2 separate regions of the Gossypium hirsutum genome follow, and region 1 is linked to region 2. The links are chromatin contacts, called in public Hi-C maps. All regions are on one chromosome and are shown on one strand. The core of a region is the stretch at or near the end of the contact, and the rest is flanking DNA. Distances in the headings are between cores, read along the strand shown. Region 1 has its middle 13 kb from the start of LOC107953246. Region 2 holds the start of LOC107937193 (protein TRANSPARENT TESTA 9).

What was found. A called contact is a pair of places that touch in the nucleus more often than the background predicts.
Region 1: a Hi-C map of leaf shows a contact between it and region 2, with 1.7 times the contacts expected there. The contact joins the enhancer-like site here to the promoter of LOC107937193 in region 2. A contact is called at or near these places in 10 of 34 Hi-C or Micro-C datasets (callus, leaf and petal).

The regions. Positions count from the first base shown.
Region 1 is chrA13:109,102,171-109,107,215 of Gossypium_hirsutum_v2.1, forward strand. No RefSeq gene overlaps it. Among protein-coding and RNA genes, the nearest start is that of LOC107953246, 13 kb to the right of the region's middle. Within about 2 kb of position 1,666, at least 3 of the 9 cell types and tissues checked have an H3K27ac peak or open chromatin away from gene starts, as enhancers often do. A contact at or near this core is called in leaf, where this site is marked.
Region 2 is chrA13:109,062,977-109,068,727 of Gossypium_hirsutum_v2.1, forward strand. It overlaps LOC107937193 (protein TRANSPARENT TESTA 9), which reads left to right and starts at 2,859. Exons shown (of 21, transcript XM_041085740.1): 1 at 2,859-3,222; 2 at 3,960-4,011; 3 at 4,101-4,177; 4 at 4,257-4,390; 5 at 4,501-4,597; 6 at 4,738-4,795; 7 at 4,953-5,061; 8 at 5,179-5,302; 9 at 5,386-5,572; 10 at 5,728-5,751. The coding sequence starts at 3,170.

The DNA.
Region 1 (5,045 bases), core at 416-2,915, 38 kb after region 2:
AGCACCAAATTTTCCTTGATGATTGAAGCAAAGCAAAACACAGCACAGTGTTGGTGTTTTTTTTTTCTGGGTTTTGATGTTTTGAAATAACGCATGCCCTATCAAGCTGACACAAATAAATAAAACCCCATCACATTTGCTCTTTTTATTTTTATTTTTTTAAGCTTATAAATTGTGTATATATATGTGGATGGCTCACCTTTTCAAGGTTTCCCCGACATGGATTATCCTTGCCACTGCAAAACCCATCACTAACAATTCAACTCTCAAGAGAAAGTACTTAGATTCTGTTTTCACCCTTCTCTCCTTTCTTCCTTTGTTTTCATTTGCTATTTTGCATGAGAATAATGCAAATTTTGATGGTTAAGAATTATGTACTATGTATATGTTTAATTTATGCATTGTATTGCGATTTGATTTGTTCGGTTTTAGTATTATACTTTTTGAATTTTAAAATTTTAGTATCGACCCAAAATATAATAATTAAAGTGCAGTAGAGCCAAGCCAAACTTGAATAGGAGCAAGCTCGAGATAGACTCAAAATTTAAGGCTTAATACTTGGCTTCAACTCTGCTGAACATCAATTTCTAAGCTTGAAGAAAGCTTGAAACTTAATTGAGCCACTCGAGATTTATCTCAATTAAGCTCGATTAATCTTATTTGTTTAATTTCTTTCTATATAATAAGAGTAGAATATAATTTCATAATAAAAAATATATTAAAAAATCAAAACCTCGATAAGGCTCATGAGTAGTTTGAATCGAATATTATGATACTCAAATTCAGCTTGATTAATAACTCAAGCTACTCAATTTCAACTCGGTAATTACCAAATCGAATTTATTTTTTTTTCGATTTGAACTCTTATAGTTTATGAGAATCAATGTCTTATTTACACTCCTAATAACAGTTAAATTCGCTAGGTCAAAATTTTCCATTAGTCCCACACCATGTGTAAGTTATAGATTAAGACACTATACTTTATTTTGATCACTTTTAGTAACTATACTTTTCGAATTTTAAAATCTCAATCCTGACTCAAATGGCCGCCATCAAATTTATTACTAAAATGACATGACCTTTTTTAAATAAGGACTAAGTGAAAACATCAAGTTGATAAATATTACACATGCGATAATATATTTACCGCATATAACTTTAAAAATAATATGATTTAACTTAACAAATTAATCGCTACCAGATAAGTGAAGACTAAATTTTCAAATTTAAAAAAAAATCAAAATGAACTAAATTAAATTACATAAACTAAATCTACAACTCAGAAAAATTGATGCACAAACTTTAGTGATTAATTAATATGAGAATAGAGTGGGGGAGTGAAGGAGTAAGCATAGAGACCCCGCCCTACTATTGTCGTGATTATTAACTTTTTTTGACAATATTATTATAGGTTAGAATTATATCTGTTCTTTTTTATATAATGTTTAGAATTATCTAAAGTTTCTCCCCAATTTATAAATAAGAAGATAATACGTTTCAATACACTTAAACTTATGCTTCCTCTATTAACAACAATACTCATACTAATTGAGCTAATATTTGATCAATAACTTTAGTGATTAATTAATATGAGAATAGAGTGAGGAGTGAAGGAGTAAGCATAGAGACCCCACCCCACTATTGTCGTAATTATTGACTTTGCAAGTTGCAGATAGTATTGTCGGAGAATAGGCTGCTTTTTTTTCACTTTTGTTTATCCCCTTTTTGGTAGGGTTGAAGGAATGTCTCTTTGCTTCCTTCACATTATACTTACTTTTTGGACTTTCTTTTGCCATATTGCTAGCATTTCATTCCACTCTCTTTTAACCTCCCTTTGTATCCCACATCAAATAATAATAAGGGTAGGTTTGGATGAGTATTACATTTAATTACAATTAGTATAAAAATAACGATGGCGATAATATTAAATATTGTAGTAATATTATAGTGTAAGATAAAAAAGTAAGTTAAACGCACTGTACCTTATTGTCCATCTAAACTTACTCTAAATGTATTTTTTGATGTTTGAATTTGTATTTTTATTTCACAGGGTCGAACTCATGTCCTCCAACATTGATAATAATGTCCATGAAAATTGAGGTTCAATTACCGATATATAATAATTTTTAATAATTTAAAAAAAACTCCATCATCATATCAAATAAAAATCTTAGAACTAAAAAGAATTTACTTCCTGTTAAGCAGAATAATGAAGCAATACCAAAATTAATCTACAAGCTATTATAAAGCACTGAAGAAAGACAGTCCATCAGATTGGGTGGATGTAGCCCTAAAAATCAGTTGAGGTTGGTTAAAATATTGCCCACCAAAATCATTTAATTAACCTAAAAGGCTGCAAGCATATTATAGTATACTTATTGGGCAGACAGATCAGGCTTTTTTTTCCTTTTAGAATTAAAGTATGTTTTATGCTGATTTTATGGTTTATAAAAATTAAATTTTTGGAGATTTGTGATTATTTTATTTAATAATGTTATCTCTAATGTTTATTATGTGTTAAATATAATATGTATATAAGGGATGACAAATGAAAGTGAAAAATGGTAAATATAGTGTAGATTCTTGAATTTGGTTTTAATATTCAATTTGGTTCTCAAACCATATGATATCTTATGACTCGATAAATGTTTAATATATGCGCTTTAGTAAAAAAAAACATAGGTACTTAATTGAGACAAAAAAAAAACTTAGATATTAAAGTGGATAGTGAAACCAAACTCAGATACTAAATTGAACATTAAAGTGAAACTCATGTACTTAACTAATATAGAAAAAAAAAAGTATCAAATTGAAAAACTTATATACTAAAATGAACATTGAAATCAAATTTAAATACCAAATAGAATATTAACCGGAAAAATAGGCATATAAATTAACATCCCACCTAGGCTTCTCCATGGGCTGGCCCAAGTCATAAATAGGTTTGGGACTTACCCCAAAATATAGGTAGAATTTCATAAAAGGCCCTTTCCAACTATAGGACATTGTACAGAAGGCCCTGAAATATTTAGCAAAAAAGGGCAATGTTCAAGGCCCAATTCATTTTTAAACAGATTTCACTTTTCTTTTCAAGCCTTTCTTTGAGTGTTTTCTTTTATTTGAGTCCTCTAAAATATTAAGTGGATCTTCAGTAGTTGAATATGTAGATACCTTTCCCCCTCCCTCTAAATTGTTTTCTTCTATTGATTTATGTGGAAATTTTAGCGTTTTTTGGGTTAATATATTTTTTAATCCTTGAACGTAACTATTAGTTTCACCTTGGAACTTGTACTTTCATTTTATCCACTTTGGTACCTGAATTTGGTAATTAGGTTCATCTTTATCCTTGAACATGACAAATATAAAAGTTTGATGATATGACACTTTAAGATTATGCCATGTGATCACCTGATTTTATTTTTTATTTTCAAGTGGTGATGTCTCAATTTTTTTTTTTGTAGAATCAAAGTTCAAGGACCAAAATGGACCTAGTTGTCAAGATAATGTACCAAAACTGACAAAAAATTATAAATAGGTATTAAAATGGATCTAATTACCAAATTCAAAAACTAATTATATATATATTTATTTATATATTGAGTGTTGAAGTTCATAGCATGGTGGAGTAGGTTTGGACCTACCATGGATTTTTTATGGGTCGGATAAGTGAAAAGGCCCAAATTTTGTTTCTCTTAAATTGCATGTTACAATTATTTTATTTTGTTTTTTCACATAATCTCAATTATTATATGAAAAATTACATAATTTTTGGAGTTTTTTAAATTTCACGACTCAGGGTGTAACAAGTATCTTATACATAATAAAAAAATTTAAAAATTAAATATATAAATAAATTAAACACGTCACATTTTTCATCATATTTGTAGAATCTAAAAACTCTATAAATTGTATATAAAATAATACCCCGAATATAGACCATAAAATAGACATAAGAAATAAAACAAAAAATTGATTCAAAAAATAAAATTAAAAAAAAAACTAAATTTCCAAAGGCTAGATTTCACTTGATTTTTTATTGCCATATACTATTTTTTTAATACTATTACACTATGTATCCTACATAAGGTGGGTTTAATTTGATTTGACCAGGTTTTTGATTTTTGATCCATTTATGATAATTTTGGTTCTGTTTGTTCCTCGGTTTAACCAAATCTACAATTTTACACATTGTATAGACTAATAGTATATTTTAACCAAATAGATTTAATTGCAACCATTTGAGTTAAACATTGAAATTTCAAAAGTCGAAAACTACAAAAACTAAAATTGATAAAATTAAAGTATAAAGACTAAATAAATAACTTATGTGGAGTACATGAACTAATAGTAAATACAGTATCAAGCATGGGTGCAAGGAAGCAGACAGTGGCCTTGCCCCTAGAGGTGATCATGAACCGGGCTGTAAGAAAATTTCAAACCCATTTGATAAGCACGGGCCTGGCCCGACCTAAAAAATGGGTCTAAATTTTGCCTAAGCCTTATTTGCCCGTATTAAAAATTTTTAATTTAAAAATATAATACATCAAATACACTAAAAACATTAAAATAAATGTTTCCCAACAAATTGAAGACAATTTAAAAAGTTTTTATACTTAAATAACACTAAAATAAGTACAACTTAACAAGCAAATGTCTCTAAAATAGTAGCAAAATTAACAATAAAACAAAAGTTATACAATATCCAAAAAATAAAAATAAAATAGTAGCAATATAATAGTGAAATGATAACAAAATAGTGGCCAAACAGCAACAATTTTTTTTTGCAAATTTTGGTGAAGCCCAGGCCAAAAAAGAGTTTACCTGAGGCCCAGCCCATTTTCTAAACGAACATTATTTTTTTGCTCAAACCTATTTTTGGGCCTATATTTTTACCCAAACCCTCTCACTTTTCAAGCGGGCCTTCAGGCCGAGCCACCCCCTCCACAATGAAAAATTTCCTATTAGCTCCTTCAATTTTTAAGAAATTACAAGATAGTATAATGGTGTAATTGCACTTTGTCCACTAAAATTTTCATTCATTTAGT
Region 2 (5,751 bases), core at 1,609-4,108:
ACATTTTGTATCAAGATTAAAATTTTAAAATCCAAAAAGAATAGAGACTATAATTTTAAATTTTTAAACTACACTCAAACTATTAATAAGTTTATGTTTTGATCATTTAACTTCAAAAAGTTACAAAATGGTCATTGAATTATTCAAAAATTTTGTTAAAGTCATTAGTTTGTTAAAATCGTTGTTGTATAGTCTTTCTGTTCACACCGCTTGCAATGTCATGATTTTGCTAACAAAAATTCAATTTTTTTTTTCAATCTCCAACACTGATCGTTAGACCAATTATTAGATTTGATGCTCTAAGTATAGTATTTTCGTCAATTTGTACTTGTAATTTTTTTGAACAGATTGGTTAATAAAATTATTCATGAATTACATTAATAGTTTATATATTGTCCTCACGTGGTTTTTGCACACAAAGCAAAATGGAAGCAAATGCTAGTCATTGGTTGTATAGTGTTTAACAAATATTAAGCGGTATTACGTTGTCGGATCGTAATATAAAAAGATAACTTATATTTGTAAACAAACTTAAACATGTTCTTAGTCTAATTGTAAATGAGTAAACTTATTGAAAGACTAATATGTCGTCTATCAAATCCAATTGGGGAGATGTTTTGTCTTGGGTATCGAAGCAGATGACTCTTAGAAGATAAAGACATAGATATGACTGACTGGATATCGGATAAGACCCAAGAATAATAAATCCTAAATCCATTTATGGATTTATTCACATGTGACATTCATAGTATGGCATACCTAAATCCTAAGTAGACGACAAATTACTTATTTGTGACTCGTACACTTTGATGTAAGTAAAAACCTAAGTTCAAATAAATAAGAAATCGAAAGCTAGTGCGTTGGGTGTACAACTTCTGCGGTATGTAGCATCATTCACAATGTGGAATTCATAGTTTGAGATGTGAGTAAATGATATCATTTCATTGATATTACATGGTTGATGAAAAGTAAACATGACCACGAGTCATTCATCTTTGTGATGGATAACTCGATTACTATTTTATACTAATTGAATTTTCATGAAGGAATATGTAATTGTTACTATGAGATAACATAGGATCATATTAGGAGAACAGATATTATCCTAAAGAGATCAATGATGTCCTATGAGGGTAACACATTTATGACAAGGTCAAGTACTAAGTAGTTGCTTTCGTAATAGTATGTCGCTAGGGAGAACTCAGTTATGATACTATAGTGAAATGACTTTGTGACTAAATGAGTTTATAATTAATATGCAAAAAGTCTCAATTATAAATTATTTGAGCCCTAATTGCATATGTCCAATCGGTCCTTTTGCTAGCTTATTGAAACCAGAAATAAATTGTGTGTTTGAATCAAAATGAATGGAATAATTAGAAATTGAGAAAGGGGAAATATTCAAGAATAATTATGGTTTTCTCCGAAATAGAAAAATGGAATTATTTGGAAATGAATGTAAGTTTCTTAAAATGGAAATGAAAATAGAAACGAAAATGAGAAATGATACATTTGCAAATGTACATGGATTACTAAAGAATGATCGGAAGAATGAGTTTATATTTTTGAGCTATTTTAAAGCCCAAAAATGAAAATAAATCATTCAGTCATAGTGAACATGTTGAATGGTGAAATATTAAACATATTCTCTTGAAAAATTTACTAGGGGTAAAATCGTCATAATTTTGTTGGGGGTAAAATTGAGATAAGAAAATTATTTAATATAAAATATTAAAATTTATTTTGAGAAATAGAAAAATAGAATCGGGTTGGATCAAATTACAAAGTGTTGGGTTGAAAAGTTCATGAAGTACTTGTAATTGGACCCAATATGAGAGAGGCCCAAAAAACTCTTCATGGATATGAGGGGGCGGCAACCCTAGTAGGAATATTAGGGGATGTCATTCATCCTAATCTTACTCTAAGTAGGAAGTTAGTTTTTCTATTTGAAATAAACCTCTACAATTTAACAAAAGTTCTACTTTTTATTCCTATAAATAGATACCGATAGACCTATTAACACACAACTTTAAGAGATTGTTACTCTGCCGAAAAATAGAGAGAATTTATTCTTTACTATTAAATATATATATTTTTCAGAATAACAATTTTACCGGTTTCAATTAAAGAAGAGAGAATTTTTGTTTTCACAAAAAAAAACTTTTTCTAGTTCTATCTTTTTGATTCAATTAATTCGAGCCCACATCTGAAGCAGTTCGTGGTACAAGAATAGGAGAGAAGATAGTTTGGTTAAATTTTGAAAGACATTGAGGACTCGCTTATCAGAAAACACAGGTACAATTTCGGTCTAGGGTTTATTGCTAAAAATATCACAAACCAAGTTGATTTTCAAAATTTAATTTTTCGCTGTGTAAGAAATTCATTTTCAAACCGGATCTTTTTCAACATCGACTTGGATCTAAGATGAATTTTTTTACTTGTTGATGGGTACTTATTATCGTTCAATTGTCGAATATCACTTAGGGCTCATTAGCCAAATTTAAAAAAGAAAACCTTAACAATCGAGTGACTTAAGTAAAAACTTTTAATAGTTCAGTAATTTAAATAAAAACATTCGAATAGTTAAGTAATCATTTTATAACTTTTTAAATTGAGTATCCAAAATATAAATTTACTAATGGTTTAATAACCTTGAGTAGTTTACCTTTTTCATTATCTCATCACTTGTTCAGCTTTCATTCTTTTGCGGGCTTCAATTGGAAAATTGAGAACCGAAGGATAAACCCAACAAATTATTGGGCCTGGTCCACCCGGTACTTGTTTGACCCGACTCGTAACCCATATCGAATGCTAGCTCCGCCTTCACTTCATCAAAGGCTTTCTCGGCTTTTCTAGCCAAAAGGTTAAAAAAAAATTCATAATAATAATTATTAATCTCAAACCACCTGCATATTTTTAATTTCTATTCCACTTTTGTGCAAGGAATTACACCAAAAAAAGTGTTTGTGTGCGTGTCTTTTTTTAAAATTATTTTTCTTGATTTTCTGACTCAACTTCTCTTCGATCGAGATCCATTGAAGTTTATTTTGATCAAAATTGAGGAAATTGAAGCAAAATTTTATTGGAATTATTAGTGGAGAATAAAATTTGCACAGCGGAGCAAGAATGAATCGTGTTGAGCCAAATTCTCAAGTTTGAGGAGCCAATCATGTGGTTTTCCTTTTGGAGATCCAGAGATCGATTCTCCTTAGACGAACTCAGGTTTTATTTTATTTTATTGTTTTTTTTGTCAATCGTTTGAATTATTCTCTCTCTCTCTCTCTCTCTCTTTTTTTTTGTAATTTTGGGGATTATCTCTGTTCGTCTTCAACAATTTAAGTTCGTATTGTTGATAAATTTGAATTTGAGTTCGGTAATTTCTCGTCAGTGCTGCTGTGAAACTTTAACTGTAGAAATTGATTGTGAAGCTTCGGTTTTTCTCAGTAATATAGACTTGTGTAAGTTCTGTAAATATAAAAAAATTGAATAATTTTTACTTCTCACTGGAACTATTGTGTTTCAAATTGCTTATGCTTTTTATATCAATTTTATAGAAAAAATGCACTCGGTGAAGTTGACTACCAAACAGTGAATTAAATGTGAAATGTTACATGAATATTGAATAGTATGCGCAATGATTCCCCGTGTAGAAGTCAAATTTAATGTTTTTTTATTATTTTAATTTCGTTTATATTGGTAAGATTCATATAGCTTTGATGATACTGAAATGTTGCTTTGGAATTCCTTGAACAAGCATGTAATATTTTTCTGGTTGAATTTTAGCTGTTGGACACCTTAAATCAATAGTTGTTAGAGCTTCGATACTAATGGATATATTCATGTTTCCAAGACAAAAGTTGAAGAGCAGCTTGATTGCTCCGGAAATGTGGGTTGGACTTTTGTATCTTTGAATTTGAAATCGTGCTTTTAGATTAATTGTTGTGTTTCCTGGTGTGCAGATATTTAACGAACCAGTTGCAGAAAGTTCAAATTGTTAATGATGTTAATAAGGTAATAGAATCATACTTCATACTATTGTTATTACTGCAGTTGTCATTTGCCTTGTATCATCTGCCGTCATATTTTTATCCATTATGAAGGATTTCGTTATTGAGGCATTGAGATCTATTGCGGAGTTGTTGACATATGGTGATCAACATGATTCTTCCTTTTTCGAGTAAGGTTTCTTCATGCTTACTACCTATATGATTCATGTTCCTGGTTCAGCACTTTTATGTCGTACATTCTCCCTGCAGGTTTTTCATGGAGAAGCAAGTCATGGGAGAGTTCGTACGTATACTGAATATTAGCAGAACTGTGACAGTTTCTCTTCAGTTACTTCAAACAATAAGCATTTTGATTCAAAACCTAAGAAGAGAACATGCCATATGTAAGTTGGTTGTTGAAAGAAAAAACCAAAATTTGTAGTTCCTTGGTCTTTTGAGTTGATTCTAACACTGTTGGACGATTTTATTGATCTTCCTTGTGAAATTTTTGCAGACTATATGTTCAGTAATGAACATGTTAACTACCTAATAACTTATTCATTTGACTTCCGCAATGAAGAGCTACTTTCTTACTATATATCATTCTTAAGGTTTGTTTTCTTTTCTTTTAGCAGTCCTTATCACTATAGGTGACTTCTATATGTTATTTTTGTTAATTTCTTAACCAATTTAAGTCTTGAAAGCATTTTTTTAACATTGGTATTTCAACTGTCATTCTGGGCTTTTCTAGAGCAATAAGTGGAAAGTTAAACAAGAACACAATTTCTCTGCTTGTAAAGACTCAAGATGTAAGTGTTCCTCTCTTTTATATATGGAATTTGTTTCCCTGTAAAATTTTTTTCTTTATTACTCATTTTTTAGCCCTTGTTAAAAACTGCCGCTTCTCTCTTTTTTCTCTACTTCCAGTTGTTGAATGACTTCTTCTATTTTTCATTTTTTTTCTAGGAAGAAGTTGTTTCCTTCCCGTTGTATGTTGAGGCAATACGGTTTGCTTTTCATGAAGAAAGCATGGTTCGCACAGCAGTGCGTGCTATAACACTGAACGTTTATCATGGTTGGTTTCCATTTTTCTATTTTTGTTCATTGCCCTTTCATTTCCTTTTTATACCATTCTAAATACATTTCTGTTGGTACAAATAAATTTATATTCTGATGCATCTTTTTGGTTCAGTCGGAGATGAATTTGTCAATAAGTTCATTGCCAGTGCCCCTCAATCTGATTATTTTTCAAACTTGGTCTCATTTTTCCGGGATCAGTGCATCAATTTAAGCAAGTTGTTTTCTGAACGTCCAAAGTAAGTGTCTGAGTAATAATCTTATTGTGAAACAACAGAATCCTTTTTATCTCCTAACATGATAGGTTTTATGGCTAAGACAGAAACCCATGCTCGGAGTCTGTTTCTGCGATACTTGCTAAAGTGGATGAAATTGAGGACAATCTCTACTATTTTAGTGATGTTATCTCTGCTGGGATTCCTGTTGTTGGGAGTTTAATAACAGACAACATTTTGCAGCTTTTGATACTTCCATTGCTGTTTCCAGCTCTTCAAATAGATGCTGACAGTGTATGATCTTCATTCTGGATTCTGTAATGAAAAAAGAGGAAAAGGGAAAGAAAAAAAGGACCAAAAACTGGTTGTTGGGCTGGTTATAATTTGAAAGTTGACCCTTGACTTATACTTACGCTGCCTGTTTAATTTTTGTTCCCCTCTTAATGTAGAACTTGAAGATTGGTGCAGTCACT